Linked DNA regions of Sus scrofa: all the other regions are linked to region 3. The links are chromatin contacts, called in public Hi-C maps. All regions are on one chromosome and are shown on one strand. Each heading gives the region's core, a stretch centred on a gene start, on an enhancer-like site or on the middle of the called end of the contact. The rest is flanking DNA. Distances are from core to core; before and after follow the strand shown. Region 1 holds the start of HIPK2 (homeodomain-interacting protein kinase 2). Region 2 has its middle 52 kb from the start of KDM7A. Region 3 overlaps TBXAS1 (thromboxane A synthase 1).

What was found. A called contact is a pair of places that touch in the nucleus more often than the background predicts.
Region 1: a Hi-C map of fetal liver shows a contact between it and region 3, with 2.1 times the contacts expected there. The contact joins the promoter of HIPK2 here to the enhancer-like site in region 3. A contact is called at or near these places in 1 of 5 promoter capture datasets (fetal skeletal muscle), 14 of 47 Hi-C or Micro-C datasets (brain, embryonic fibroblasts, fetal heart ventricle and 9 more) and 2 of 2 datasets of contacts at active chromatin or transcription factors (alveolar macrophages and skeletal muscle).
Region 2: a Hi-C map of skeletal muscle shows a contact between it and region 3, with 4 times the contacts expected there. The contact joins two enhancer-like sites. A contact is called at or near these places in 2 of 47 Hi-C or Micro-C datasets (liver and skeletal muscle).

Annotation. Positions count from the first base shown.
Region 1 is chr18:9,938,259-9,942,516 of Sscrofa11.1, forward strand. HIPK2 (homeodomain-interacting protein kinase 2) reads left to right here and starts at 2,277. Exons shown (of 15, transcript XM_021078554.1): 1 at 2,277-2,493. The coding sequence starts at 2,475.
Region 2 is chr18:9,527,021-9,531,432 of Sscrofa11.1, forward strand. No RefSeq gene overlaps it. Among named protein-coding and RNA genes, the nearest start is that of KDM7A, 52 kb to the right of the region's middle. Within about 2 kb of position 2,616, at least 59 of the 83 cell types and tissues checked have an H3K27ac peak or open chromatin away from gene starts, as enhancers often do. A contact at or near this core is called in liver and skeletal muscle, where this site is marked.
Region 3 is chr18:9,736,379-9,740,626 of Sscrofa11.1, forward strand. All of the region lies in intron 9 of TBXAS1 (thromboxane A synthase 1), which reads right to left. All of the region lies in intron 2 of LOC106508202 (a long non-coding RNA gene), which reads left to right. Among named protein-coding and RNA genes, the nearest start is that of PARP12, 65 kb to the left of the region's middle. Within about 2 kb of position 1,748, at least 31 of the 83 cell types and tissues checked have an H3K27ac peak or open chromatin away from gene starts, as enhancers often do. A contact at or near this core is called in fetal liver, liver, retroperitoneal adipose tissue and 2 more, where this site is marked.

The sequences.
Region 1 (4,258 bases), core at 1,027-3,526, 200 kb after region 3:
AACAGCAGAGAGCTGAACTGAGGTCTCTTTTTATCTGGTGGGACCTCAGGCTGTTTTGTGGAGGAAATGAGTCAGACCAGACACAGGTGGAATCTGGTTAAGGAGAGAAGATGGAGAAGGCTTCCTTGGTGGGAGAGTGGCAGCTTGGGCAAAGGCACAAAGGCACAGCTGGCCAAGGCTGGCAGAGGACCACGAGTAAACCAGTTTGGCTGGAGAGGCAGTGACTTGCTGAACTCATGTGCTTGGAAAGTCAGAACCTGACTTTCTTGAATAAGAGCCAAGGAGCTGGGCAACTCGGTCCTATAGCCAGAGGTTGACTCTTTCAAGGGTATTAGCAGGAGTGTGGCATGGTCAGAACTGTGTGAACCCCCCCCCCCCCCGCCGCCGTGGACTATAGCATAACTACATGGTGTTATCTCTGTAAGGGCTCAGGATCTGGCCCTGGAACCGCCACACGGCATGGATGTAGCCAAACACTTAAAAAACAAAAGCAAAAACAAAACCGTGTGTTATGGTAAACTGGGCTAAGACCTGATGAAGGTGGCAGGTGGATAGACGGAAGGGATGAATGAATGGTATGAAGCAAAGAACACCAGAGTGGGAGTTGAGAGCTTAACCCTAAGACTTAATACCATTGGGCAATATACTTCACTTCCCTGGGCCTCATCTTTTCTATTTTAAAAGGGTTGGGTGGGGGGACAGACTATCTCTGAGGCCCCTGTTAGCCATGGTAGTCTAGGATTCCGCACATGTGAGTGACATTAGGCTAAGCGCAGTGGTGGAAGCTGTAGCACAGAAGACAGAGGCAAGGAGGATAGATGGGAAAGTCCAAGGTCATCCTGAGCAAAGGCTGGTGGGGGTGGGCGGGTGGGGGTGGAAATGATGTGCAACTAACAAAACTAGGTAAGTGTGTGAACAGGCTTCGGGGATTTTGGGGGGAGAAGGTTGTCACAGGGTATGGAGGTTGGGAAGGATAAGAGGTAGTGGGAAGACAATGGGTTCCTTCATTATTGTAACCCCCGACATACAGATTTTAAACTTTTTTGAGTCCTCTGACGCGGAGAGGGAAATACAACTTACATCGTTGTCCAGTATGGATAACTGAAAACAGAAGGTTTATGAAACAAATAGTTACTCTTACTACGGGCAGTGGGGTCTAATATTTTCTATTCTAGTGCGTTTGATTATTTTAAATAGCTGATTGCCATCCATTGAATGTCTTTCTTGATCAGTTAATGCGTCACGACCCACAGTTTTTAAAACACTGGCTAAGAGGAGACTCAGGTCTTAGGTGGGGGGCGATGGCAGGGCATCTACCAAAGAATCCAAGACGAAGCCGCAGGAGTGCACTGGCGAGGCTCCGGGCTGCGGAGAGTCTGGAGAGTGTAGAGTTGAAGGGAGAGAGTGTTGAGGAAGGCAGGGGCCTGGGAGGAAGTCGGTGGAACACCCGCCCAGGTGATAGGCGCGGGGAGGAGTGCCCTCCGGACCCCGTGGCCGAGGGGACAGGGCGGAAGCAGATTCCCGCAGGAATCCAGCGACCACCCTGCGTTCCCTAAGCGAGCGCGGCATGGCTTCTGCATCTCCGACCTCGTCGGGATTTGAAAAGCTCCTCCACTCTCGCATTCCCGCCCCCCCGGGGGAGGGCGGGCGCCCCCTGCTCCATTCATCCCTCCCCCCGCCCCCGCGCCCCGACCCCGGGCAGCGCCTGCCAGGTGCGCGACGGCTAGACGCCGCCGGCCGGGGCTCCCTTTCCAGGGCAGCCCCTCCCGCCCAGCCGGCGCGCACACGCAAAGTTCGGCGGCGGCCGCCCCTGCGGGCCCGCTCTCCTTTGCCAATCAGAATCCAAGGGTGCGCACCGCCGCCCTCCCTCGCCGGCCCGGCTTCCTTTAATCCGCGCCCCCACCCCACCCCCCGGCCGGCTCCTGCCCTCCGCTCGGCCTTCCCCGCCTCGCATCCGTGCCATCGGCGCTCGATTGCGCGCGGACTCCGCTCCCCGGCTCGCTCGCTGGCGCGCGCTCGGCCGCCGCTCCCGCCCCCGCCCCCGCCCCTCCCCCGGCTCCTCCCGCCCCTCCTCCGCCTCCCGTGCAACTTTTGCCGAAGCCCCCACACACAGCCATGCTGAGCTGAGCCCCGGCCGGGGACTGGCCGCGCGCTGCCCGCCCCGGCTCCCGCCCCACCGCGGACCCGCTCGGGGGCCGCGGCCGCTCGGCCCTCGGCCTCGGCCGCTGCGCCCGCCCGGCCGCCCCGGAGCCCCGCGCAGGGCCCGGGCCGCGGCGGCGGCGGCGGCGGCGGCGCCCGGCCCCCTCCCCCGGCGCCGGCCAAGTGAGGCGGTGATGCGGGCGCTGGCGGCCCCGGCTGCGCCGAGAGCGGAGACACAGGCTCAAGATGGCAGATTCCGACTGAGGCTGGGGGGGCCGAGCTCGCGCGCCGCGTTCCCTTCTCCGTTGCCATGAATCGCGGACACCCCGGCCCCGATGGCCCCCGTGTACGAAGGTAAGGGGCGCCGGCCCGCCGGCCCCGTTCGCCCCGCGCCGCCCGGCCGCCGCGGCCCCCGCAGCTTTGTTCTGCCCGCGGCCCCCTCGCCAGGCAGCCCCCGGCCCGCAGCCCCCGGGCGCCCGGCCTCCGCGCCCCACCCCCGGGGCTCGAACCGGCTGCCCGCCCCCTCCCCGCCGCCCCCTCCGTTGCCCGGCGAACGACCGGGCTCCGGAATCGAACAGATCTAATTTCCAGGGTGGAGAAAGAGGCGGGGGGGTGGGGTGCGAGGGTGGGCTAGTGCCCGAAGAAAAGATATTGGGAGGGGGCGCCGGGGCAAAGACCGATCCATGACGGTGCTTTTTATTTATTTGTAATAAATAAAGGTGATGCGCTGTAGCTTTCCTCCCCACCCCCCCGCGAGAAAATTACCTTTCGGATGATCTGCTTTCCACTCTGTCCTCACAGCTCCCTTCCATTTCCCTCCATTCCCACCCCACGCTCCTTTATTCTTCGCCAGCCTCTGGTTTTGGGGGGGCTGTCGGATCGGAATGTACCGGGTTAGGTGATGAGAGGGGGAGAGAGAGGGAAAAAGTCCATTTCAGACCCAGGCAGAACAATGAAATTGGCTAAAATCTGCCCGCAGCAGCGTGTGTAAGGGAGAATGTAGTTTAGGTTTTCAGGTCGGGGAGGCAGCCAGGAGGTTTGTCTCGCTGGATCTGGGTAAACCTGCGCCGTGCACCTTCACCTGGCGTTGGGTGCTTTTTCTGATCTGATCTGTCTTTAGGAAGAAAGAAAAGAACGGAAGGCAGAAGCACCGCGTTTCCCCTGCACTCTTTCGTTTCTCTTCAGTCAGTTCTGTCAGCTTCCACCCCGAAATCAAACCGGAATCAACTAAGTTTTTACACTTCGGTGTGTTTTTTGTATGTGTGTGCTTGTAGTACGAGGAATTTTGAACCAAAGGGTGCCTGATTTTTTTTTTTTCCAGTCCTTTTCATCGTGAAAATGTTTTTCTCATGAAATCATGGAAATAGCAGCCTTTACATACTTTTAGCGTCAGTCCATCTGGCTTTCTTTCGGTTTTGTTCAGATATTCTGTGGATGAAATAGCAAATGAGAAGGGCAAGGGTTTGTGGGGAACAGAGGAGGGGCAAGGAGAGGGGCTTTTAATTCTTTTATAAACCCAGAGAACATTCGTGGCCAGTGAGACAGGGAGCACATTAATAGTTTTCTCGCTGTTATAAAGGGAGATTAAAAAAAAAAAACTTATCTGAAAAGAAAATCCGTTATTAGTTCCAGGGCTCCAGATGAATTAGGGTTCTGGATGGAATAAAGTTACCAGTCAGGCCCTGGATAACAAGGCTGTAAATAACCTATGGACTGTAAATATTTTTTTTCAGACTCTCCTAGAAACAAAGGGGCCTGTTTAGAAGGCAACAGAGAGATGTTATTCCAGGGGCTTTCCTCTCTGATTCTGAAGAACACAAGGTCCATTTAACCATTCGACAAAACAAAACGAAATTTCTGATCACTCCACCACACAGGATGGAGCATGCCGGTGGCTCTATGAACATGCTAGGAGGACCCGGTCGGCGTTCATTGTTCGCCTGTGTCTCTGGGAGGGGGCTACAGTCAATGCTCCCACTGTCTATGGAGTGTTAAAATGAAACAATTTTCTCTTTATTAAGTACCTCTTTGAGACTCCCTCTGCTGGACACTCTGGGTGAGCATTGGAGAAGGAACTTGGCATTGAATTTGTAACTAGAGTAGACGGCTGCTTTCCTTT
Region 2 (4,412 bases), core at 1,366-3,865, 210 kb before region 3:
GATCAAGAATGTTTTCAGGAGTTCCTGTTGTGGTTCAGGAGTTCCTGTTGTGGCTCAGTTAATAACCTGACTAGTATCCATGAGGTGGTGGGTTCGATCTCTGGCCTTGCTCAGTAGGTTAAGGATCTAGTGTTGCTGTAAAGGGTGGCATATGTTGCAGATGTGGCTCGGATCTGGCTTGGCTGTGCAGCTGCAGCTCTGATTCAGCCCCTTGCCTGAGAACATCCATATGCTGGAGATGTGGCCCTTAAAAAAAAAAGAAAGAAAGAAAAGAAAATGTTTTCAGCCTCCACAAGCCATATTTGTAATGAACAGTTTTCTAGTAGCCACATTAAAACAAGGTCAAAAAAATCCAGGTGCAATCAATTTTAATAATGTATTTGATTTAACTCAACAGATCCAAAATATTATACTATGTAACCAGTGTTGAAGGTATTCCTGAGCTATTACATTTTTCCCTTTACGAAGTCTTTGAAATCCAATGGGAATTTTGCGCTGACTGCACATCTCAATTTGGTAGTCCAAGTGCCAAGTGCTCCACAGCCACATGTGACGGGTGGCTGCTGTCTTGGACAGCTCCCATCTAGAGGGGAAGGCGTGATACATGGACAAAAAGCGAACAGTGTCCATTGATCAGAAGAGAAGGTATATAAGATGTGAGTCACTGACCTAATCTCCAGAGTACTGACCTGAAATTTTTATTTTGGTAAAAGTAAGGTACCTCCCAATTTCAGTTCCCTACCCTGTCTTCCTCTAAGGTCTTAGATGACTCAAGACAGAAGTTTCCTACCTTGAGGGCTTTTACTTCCCCTTGGGGCTCGCTCATGAATGGAGTTGCCATTCAGCACCCTCTGAGGCAGTGTGAACGTCTGAGTAACAAGTTCCTCATGTGATCAACAATCTGCCGATTTCACCCCGGAGTTAACCCAAACTTTCTGACACAAGTCTTTCTATATCTGTGAGTTCCCAACCCGGCTAGTCATCTGAATCACTTCAGAGTATTTAAAACAAATGTCATCCTTCCAGGACCTTCTGAATCACAATCCAGAGGTGTGCTCAGTGATGTGCCTTTTTAAAAGTCTCAGCAGGAGTTCCCATGGTGGCTCAGCGGTAATGAACTTGACATGTATCCATGAGGATGCTGTTTCGATCCCTGGCCTCGCTCAGTGGGTTAAGGATCCGGCGTTGCCATGAGCTATGGTGTAGGTCACAGATGTACCTCAGATCTGGCATTGCTATGGCTGTGGTGTAGGCTGGCAGCGGTAGCTGATTCGACCCCTAGCCTGGGAACTTCCATATGCCGCATGTGCGGCCCTAAAAAGAAAAAAAAAAAAAATCTCAGCAGATACCTGTGGTGGGCATTCAGCCTTGGGCACCAGCGAGGCTTATACACTTTGCTGAACAGGCCAGAGACCTCATCTGGCACCGTGGCAGAGACTTAGTGAGTCCTGGAGTGACAGATCCTCTGGGAGTAAAATTCCTTTTAACCATGTCACTGTGGCCACAGGAGGGGTGGGATGTTTTTGTGATGGCCTGACGGCAATGGCTGAGGTGGAGGCCTCAGAGGTCCCAGGGGTGTAGCTTATTTTAGGCAGGCAGAGCCTAGCACACAGGGCAGGATGCAGTTTCTCCATTGGGGACCAACATGAGAGAAGACAGAGAGGGCCCCGGGTCTCCAGTTGGCCTGAGGGGTGTGGGTGAAGGGGAAGCCCACAGCTGGTAACCCATCCTCCCTCCTCATTCTGCTTTTACCTGTGGTACTGCCTTTCTTGGCAGCGAGTCAACAGAACCTCATGTACACACAAAGGGGTATAATAGCAGAGCGAGCCTGTGTTTCAAGGGGCAATTTGAGAGAGCAATGACTAAGGGAAAAAAAAAAAAAAAAAAAGAATTAACCCCGTCCTGCTGGATTTTATTTTAACTGCTGGGTGTGTCCTAGGCACCTGGATCAGGAAGCAGGCCTGGGTTTCTGCCTCTGATAAATTTAAAGAGCCCCGGATTCGCAGTCCGGACACCCGAGTTCTAGTCTCCACGCTCTCACTAACAGCTATGTCACCTCGGGTATGTGATTTAATTTATCTGAGCCTCCCTTCTCTCACTGGTAAAATATAATAATAATAATACCTTTCTGTTAGGTTATGGTGATTACTGAATAAAGATCACGCATTTGAAAGCAATTTGGAAATCGTAAAGCACGACACAAACGCAAGGTGCTAACGTTTACAGGAGGGAAAATGACGCGGGACATAGAACGGAGAAACCCTTCATCCGCTTCTGAGCTGCTCAGGTCCGGAAGCGCATTTCCGCCCCTCTGCTCTCCTCCCTTTCCTCCTGTGTCCGCTCCACCGCCCCCTTACAAACAGCAGGCGCTCTAATCCAAATGAATGAATAAATGAACTTGCTCCTGGTGTTTTGGCCCTTGACACACACCTGTCCTGGGCTTCTGGGGCAGCAGCCCCGCAAAGAAAGCGCTTGGCCAGATCTCCATAAATGTTTCCAATGGCAAGTCGTCCGCCGGCGGCAGGTTTCCATTGGTTCGGGACCCCTTTGCGCTTCTCTCTCATTGGCTGGCTGCTGCCGGGATGAGGGACGGCTTCTCTGCGGCTCACCACTTAGGGCCGCTAGCGCCTTCGCCACCCCCTGTCCCCATCAGTCCCTGGGAGCGCCCTCCTCTTCGGCGCGCTCTGTCTGTCCCAGGCCACAATTCTAGTCCTTGGCTCAGAACCTACAGCCTCCGCTCAAATCACGTCCTTTGGGAAACGTTCCCCAGCTGAATCCAGCCATCGCTGGTCCCTTAAAGGACTTCTTTCTGGTCCTCCACTCAGGGGCGGAGCATCACTCTCAGGGCCACGCGAGCTGGGCCTTTGTCGCTTTCTCAAGCCCGCACCGGCTGCATTAAAATGCCCAGGCTCCTTTCTAACCCTTCCCTTCTTCAGTGGACTGAAGAGAGCTGGGGTTTAAATGCACGGGGCCCTAGTCAACAACCGAATAAAGTGGAAAATTTTTTCATCACCTACAGAAAGTATTTTCACCCGGCCGGAACAGCATCCTAGAGCACGCTTATTTTAGCACTACCAAGCTAAAGAACACGGGTGCAGTCTCTAGCGCCTCCCCCCACCCCCACGCACTTCCCATCAGGGTGCATTGTTCCCGGCCTCCCCGGGCAGCAAACCCCGCAGCCCGGCCTGCGCGCCTCTGCAGCCCCGGCCCCACGGACCAGCTGCAGCTGCCAGGCCCGGCCACCCCATCCTCAGCTCCGCGGAGCACTCGGCAGGGGCGCGGGCGGGGCCGGCGCTGCCAATCACCGTGCGGCGCACGTGCGGCACGTCTCCGCATCCCTCCCCCCGCTCCGGCGCCCGCTGGGCTGGGGGTGCGCCCGCTGGAGGTGCGGCGGGGTGGGAGGTGTGACGGTCCGGGGGTCTTGGGTGTGCTCAGGATCTAGGGATGCCAGCGCGCTGGGGGTCCCGGCTGTGCGCAGGGGCCGAGGAGGGTGTGCACGCGCGGGATTGAGGGGCTCTGCAGGAGTCTGGGGGATGGGAGTGTGCGGGGATGGCAGGTTCTTAAGGGGTCTGGAGGGTGCGGGCAGGCGGGCGGTGGGGGGTGGCGGTGAACAGGATGTGAAGAGGGTGTGAACGCGCAGGGGTCAAAAGGGATGCCTCAGGGTCTTGCAGAGGGCCGGAGGAGCGCGAGCGCGCTAAGCTCATATACAAGGGGCCCACTGGGGTATCCGCCGCCGCCGCCGCCGCTCAGCCGCCTTCCTAGTTATAAAAGGGAGCGCCAGGACACTCCCCAGTCGGCCTCAGCCTGCCTCTGTCTGCCCCTGGCCGCAGACAGGTGGGGACTGGTGTGATGTCCCGCGTGTGTATCTCCTGCCCGCTTAGCCGGGGGCCCAGGGCGGGAGGGCGGAGAGGGGGGCTTCAAATGCTGCATCCAGGGTACCTGTTGAGGAGAAAGCAGAAGGTTTTAGGCACTTCCTCCACCACTATCCCCCGTTGCCTACCCACCATGGGCCAAAAGAGGAGTGTTTTAGGCTGTGATGTTTAAACACAGAACCATCCAATGTGTAAGCCGAAGGACGGAAGCCCCGGGAGTCAGAGCCGTCGGCGTGGACACGACAGCGGGCAGAAAGGAAAACCGGGCGCGGCCGGCGCGGGAACAGACATTACTGATGGTCCCCTCTGGTGGGATTGCCTGGCCGCTTGTAGATGTACAGGGAAGTTAGGAAGGCGTGGGACCAACATCCTCTGTGCAGAGCGGCGCCTTCTTTCTCGGGTGCACTGCTTGGTCCTGGAAAGGTCTGAGTCCCAGGGAGGAAGCCAGTTGGATGTAGCCACTGCGTTGCGAGTCCCCCGAGGTGTATTACTGTTTACCCTCCTTGAAAGGCTCTAACAACTTCCGGAAGAGGCACTCCC
Region 3 (4,248 bases), core at 498-2,997:
CCCATGTTCCCTCTTGTGTCTCTGAGACCCATCCGTGCGGTGGTGTGAGGGTAGTGTGCCTGCTCCGACGGTTGTGTGACGCTCCACATCTAGTCGTCCTCCCCGCTGTGGGTGGACATTTGCGTTGTCCCCAAGTGGGGACATTATGAATAAATTGGGATGTTCTTGCTTTTAGTGAACGCGAGTCTCACTTCCCTTGGGTGTATACCTAGGAGTGGAGTTGCTGTGTCCTAAGGGGTGTGTACGGTCGTAGAAACTGTGAATAGTTTTACAAACTGGTTGTACGCACTGCCTAAATTTTAACAGTGAACCTGTTGAAAGGCAGCATGTTGACACCCCCGTCCCCTCTATTTACTCCCACTGTGGGTCCCCGCCCCCCGCAATGTGCCCCTTCCAGTGTGCTGAAGTGTCACCACTATCTCTATTTCAGGAAAGGGTTGAGAGAAAAAAATAATGGATTATTTTGGGAGCTGAGTTATTTATTCCTTGTTTTTTTTGCTTTTGCTTTTTAGGGCCCCACCCATGGCATACGGAGGTTCCCAGGCTAGGGGTCGAATTGGAGCTGCAGCTGCTGGCCTAAACCACAGCCACAGCAACGCCAGATCTGAGCCGTGTCTGCGACCTACACCACAGCTCACAGCCACGCTGGATCCTTAACCCACTGAGAGAGGCCAGGGATAGAACCCGCAACCTCATGGTTCCTAGTTGGATTCATTTCCAACATGCCACAACGAGAACTCCATGATTTATTTATTCCTATGGTGTATATGGGAGAAGAGGGGGTAGGAAAATAAGACACATCTAATGACCTAATTTCAAAAAAAGTCTCAATTATCAGACACAAGCCTGCAAAAGCGTACAACAGCTTCCAACATCAACTAGCTTCAAGTTGTTGAATTAGCCACTGCCTGTAATATACAAGGTCCAGTTCTCTCCATCAGCGTGGATCAGTCACCGTTGATTATATGCGATGTTTAAAGAAATCAGCCCCTGAGTAAATGAGAGCTAAATCACCCGCCCGCTTCCTCTGCACTGGAGGAGGGTGCGTGGCATTCATCTGCAGAGAAATTCTTTTTTTGTTGTTCCCTCTCACCTCAGATAGATGTTGAGTACCTGATACGTGCTTAGCAGAGTGCTGGGGGTAGAGAAGAGAAGGAAAGAGGAGAGAAGATACTGTCCCAGACCATACGACTTATTATTTTCTTGGGAAGCCATCGACTTGTTCAAAGACTTGTTATTTGGCAGTAGGGACCTACTGAAGGTTTTTGGCAAGTATAGGTAATGTGGTGAGAACGGTATTTTGTGATTGTGGGTGTGTGGTCGGAGAGCTGGGGGAAGCAGGGCCAGAAAACAGGAGGCTTTTGCAGTAGCCCTGGCAGAAGTGATGAGCCGTGACGACCATGTCAGCGGCCAGAGAGGAAAAGGGGCTTGAATCCGGGGAGCAGCGTAAGCAGCGATTCTCCCTACCGGCTGCTTGCTGCTGCTGCTGGTCCCCGCCTTGAAATAGCCCATTGGAACGGGTCTGGACTGGGCACAGGAATCAGTATGGTTTTAAAAGCTCCCGAGGTAATTCTCGAGTGCAGCCTGGATCTAGAGGCATCTGTGTAAAGGAAGACTTGCTGGGGAGACGAAGGGGTGAAGGGGTGAAGGGGTCGGGGGATGAAGAGAGCAAAGCGACTCCTAGGTTTCATTCCTCGGTGGCTGAAAGGTGGAAAGGACTTGGCCGGGGCTGCCTCCTGCTGGCGGGGCTGGGCTGGGGCCCCAGCGGGAGATGGTGTCCTGTTCAGCCCCCAGAGGTGCCGGAGGCCTCTGGGATGGAGGCAGGAGAGAAGGGCATGCCCCTGACCTTGGAACAGTAAGGACTGACCAGGGGAAGCTGGCAGAGCGGCTGGAAAGGCCAGGGCGTCAGTCACCCGTGGGAGGGAGGTGCGGCCAAAGCCAGCCTCCCAGGGGTTGAGAGACGGAACTAGAGGCAGGGAGGTAGGACTGACACGCTTCTCTGGGGGCACCTGGAAAGAATCCTGGAGAACAGAGCCAACCAAGGAGAGAAATGAGGGCCCTGTCACCTGAGTGGCAGGCACGTGACGAAAGAAAAGGATATGCTACTCTTGTCGTTCCTGAGGGTAGAATCAGGCTGGACAGTGAGTCCCACGGAGGATTTTGACAACATGCAGAAGCCTGGCTGGAGCTTCCCATCAAAGCGGGCAAGCCCGGGCCCACTGGAGATTTTCAAAAGCTGTTATGGAGCATCTGAAAAGGTCACCGTCAGATATTTATGGATCCCCTCATGCAAAGGAGGAGGGTAACCCCTCGGCGCCTTCCGTGTCTGGGATGGTCGGACACATCCCGAGCACGCCCTGGCCCACCCAGGGACAGCCTGTGACATCAGATCCTGGTCACTCTGCCAGGCCCAGGAAACGCCACGTGACGGTGGAGAGCGGTCAGCTTCCTCTGTTTATCCCCCGGCCCAGCCCCCAGCGTCCCCGTCCCGCATCCTGTGTGCATCTTGGTTGATAATTCAGTCTAAAAGCCAGAGCCTGGGTCACTTACTGTTTGGGGAAATGGTAAACAAAGATAAGAGCTTTAAGCACTGGAATTTATTTTTCATCCACTTGGCCTAAAAGCAACTGCATGTTAAATTTAGAAGGCAGCCTCCAGACCCCTCCGGGCCCTCCCGTTTCCTGCCTCCTCTTCACCGCCCATGCTCAGAACACCGGCTCGCTGACCATGGAATCTGAAATGCTTTTGTAAAGCCCAGGAGTCTTTGGAGGCTGCCTGCCTGGATGTTTATAAAATGTATCATCTGAGCGCCTGGGAGAGAGGGGCTGTGTCCTCGGTAGCACCACCCGGCGAAGCCGCCTTGACTCAGATGTCTCCCGGGGCGAGGTGGCCGGTGCTTCTGCCTCCCCACTGTCGCGGGCTGAGATGCTCCCCAGGGAGGGAACCACGTTTCCAGCAGGCCACCTTCCAGTTTATTTACAAAGGTCTCCCCCTCGCCTGGGAGCCCATAATGGAACAGCTCTCTTTTCTCTGTAGGTTAAACCCCTTTTGCCACAGTCCAAGAACCTGTAGAAATCCTTTTGTTGGCCTGGAATTCTGTTGTATTGAATATTGTTGGAAATAAATGAGCCATTGTCTGGGCTGAGAATTTTCTGGCTAGATAGAGATCTCCACTGTGATGCGATTTATTGTAGCAGGATTTTTTTTTCCCCCAGCTCATTTTAAATTCTCTGCTCAGTCCATTTTCACAGCTCAGGATGTAAGTGGGGAGGGCTAGGCCTGAGCTAAAAAAAAAAGAAGAAGAAAAGAAAAGAAAAGAAATCTCCTTTCCCAAGAACCTTGTCCAGAAGCTTAGGTGGCGTCGGGTATATCCGTCGGCCACTTTAGCGGACAGGAAGGTCCCCCACTGCTCTTGGCACGTCCATGACTAGGAGAAAAGTACAGAGACTCTGGGTGTTACTGGAGTTCCACCTTCGCATGGTTCAGATGAAAAGCCACAGCCCAGAGAGCGAAGGTGGCCGGTCCTCACTGTAGCCCACACTGAAATTCTCAGTTGTCACTCTTAAAAAAGTCCATTAAACCAGCTAAGCGTTAAAATAAACCCAACCCTAGGTAAAAGTAAGTTTTGAAGTTATATATATATATACATAAAGTCTAAAGAGCAATTTACCATTTTTTAAAAAATAACTCTTGACATTTTGAAATTCACGACCGGCAGGCAGAATTGTCAACAGGAAGAGATAGGAACACGTCAGATCCAGCTGGAAGACAGTGGGCAAATTGTGAAGCTGTGCTGACATTCAGTTGGCTCATCTGTAAAATGGGCAGAAACCACACCTACAAGGGTTGCACTGAGGAGTCCCCATTAAGTGCCATCCAGGGGGGTTTCTTAGGAAGCTCTGTAATTCGGCTGTGGGACAGGAGCGACTCTGTGAGTGGTAGTTGCGAGCCTGGGGTCATCCCGGGAGAGATGGATACCATTGTGCCAATAAGAATTAAGAATTCAGTGGGGGCCACCTTGGGGGAATCTGACAGTGCGAAGCTCCCACGCCTGTCATCAGAGGAGGGTGGATAAAGCCTAGAAGATGCAGCAGTGGCGACAGCTGAGTTGCAGCTGATCCTCGGAGGCCCCCGACAGCTCAAGTCTTCCCTCTGCCAAGAAGCGGGCTGTGCCTCCCTGACAGCGTGTCTGGTCCTTACAAGGTCCCACTTTGCACAGAGGTTTCTGGAACTCAGGTAGTTTGCTCA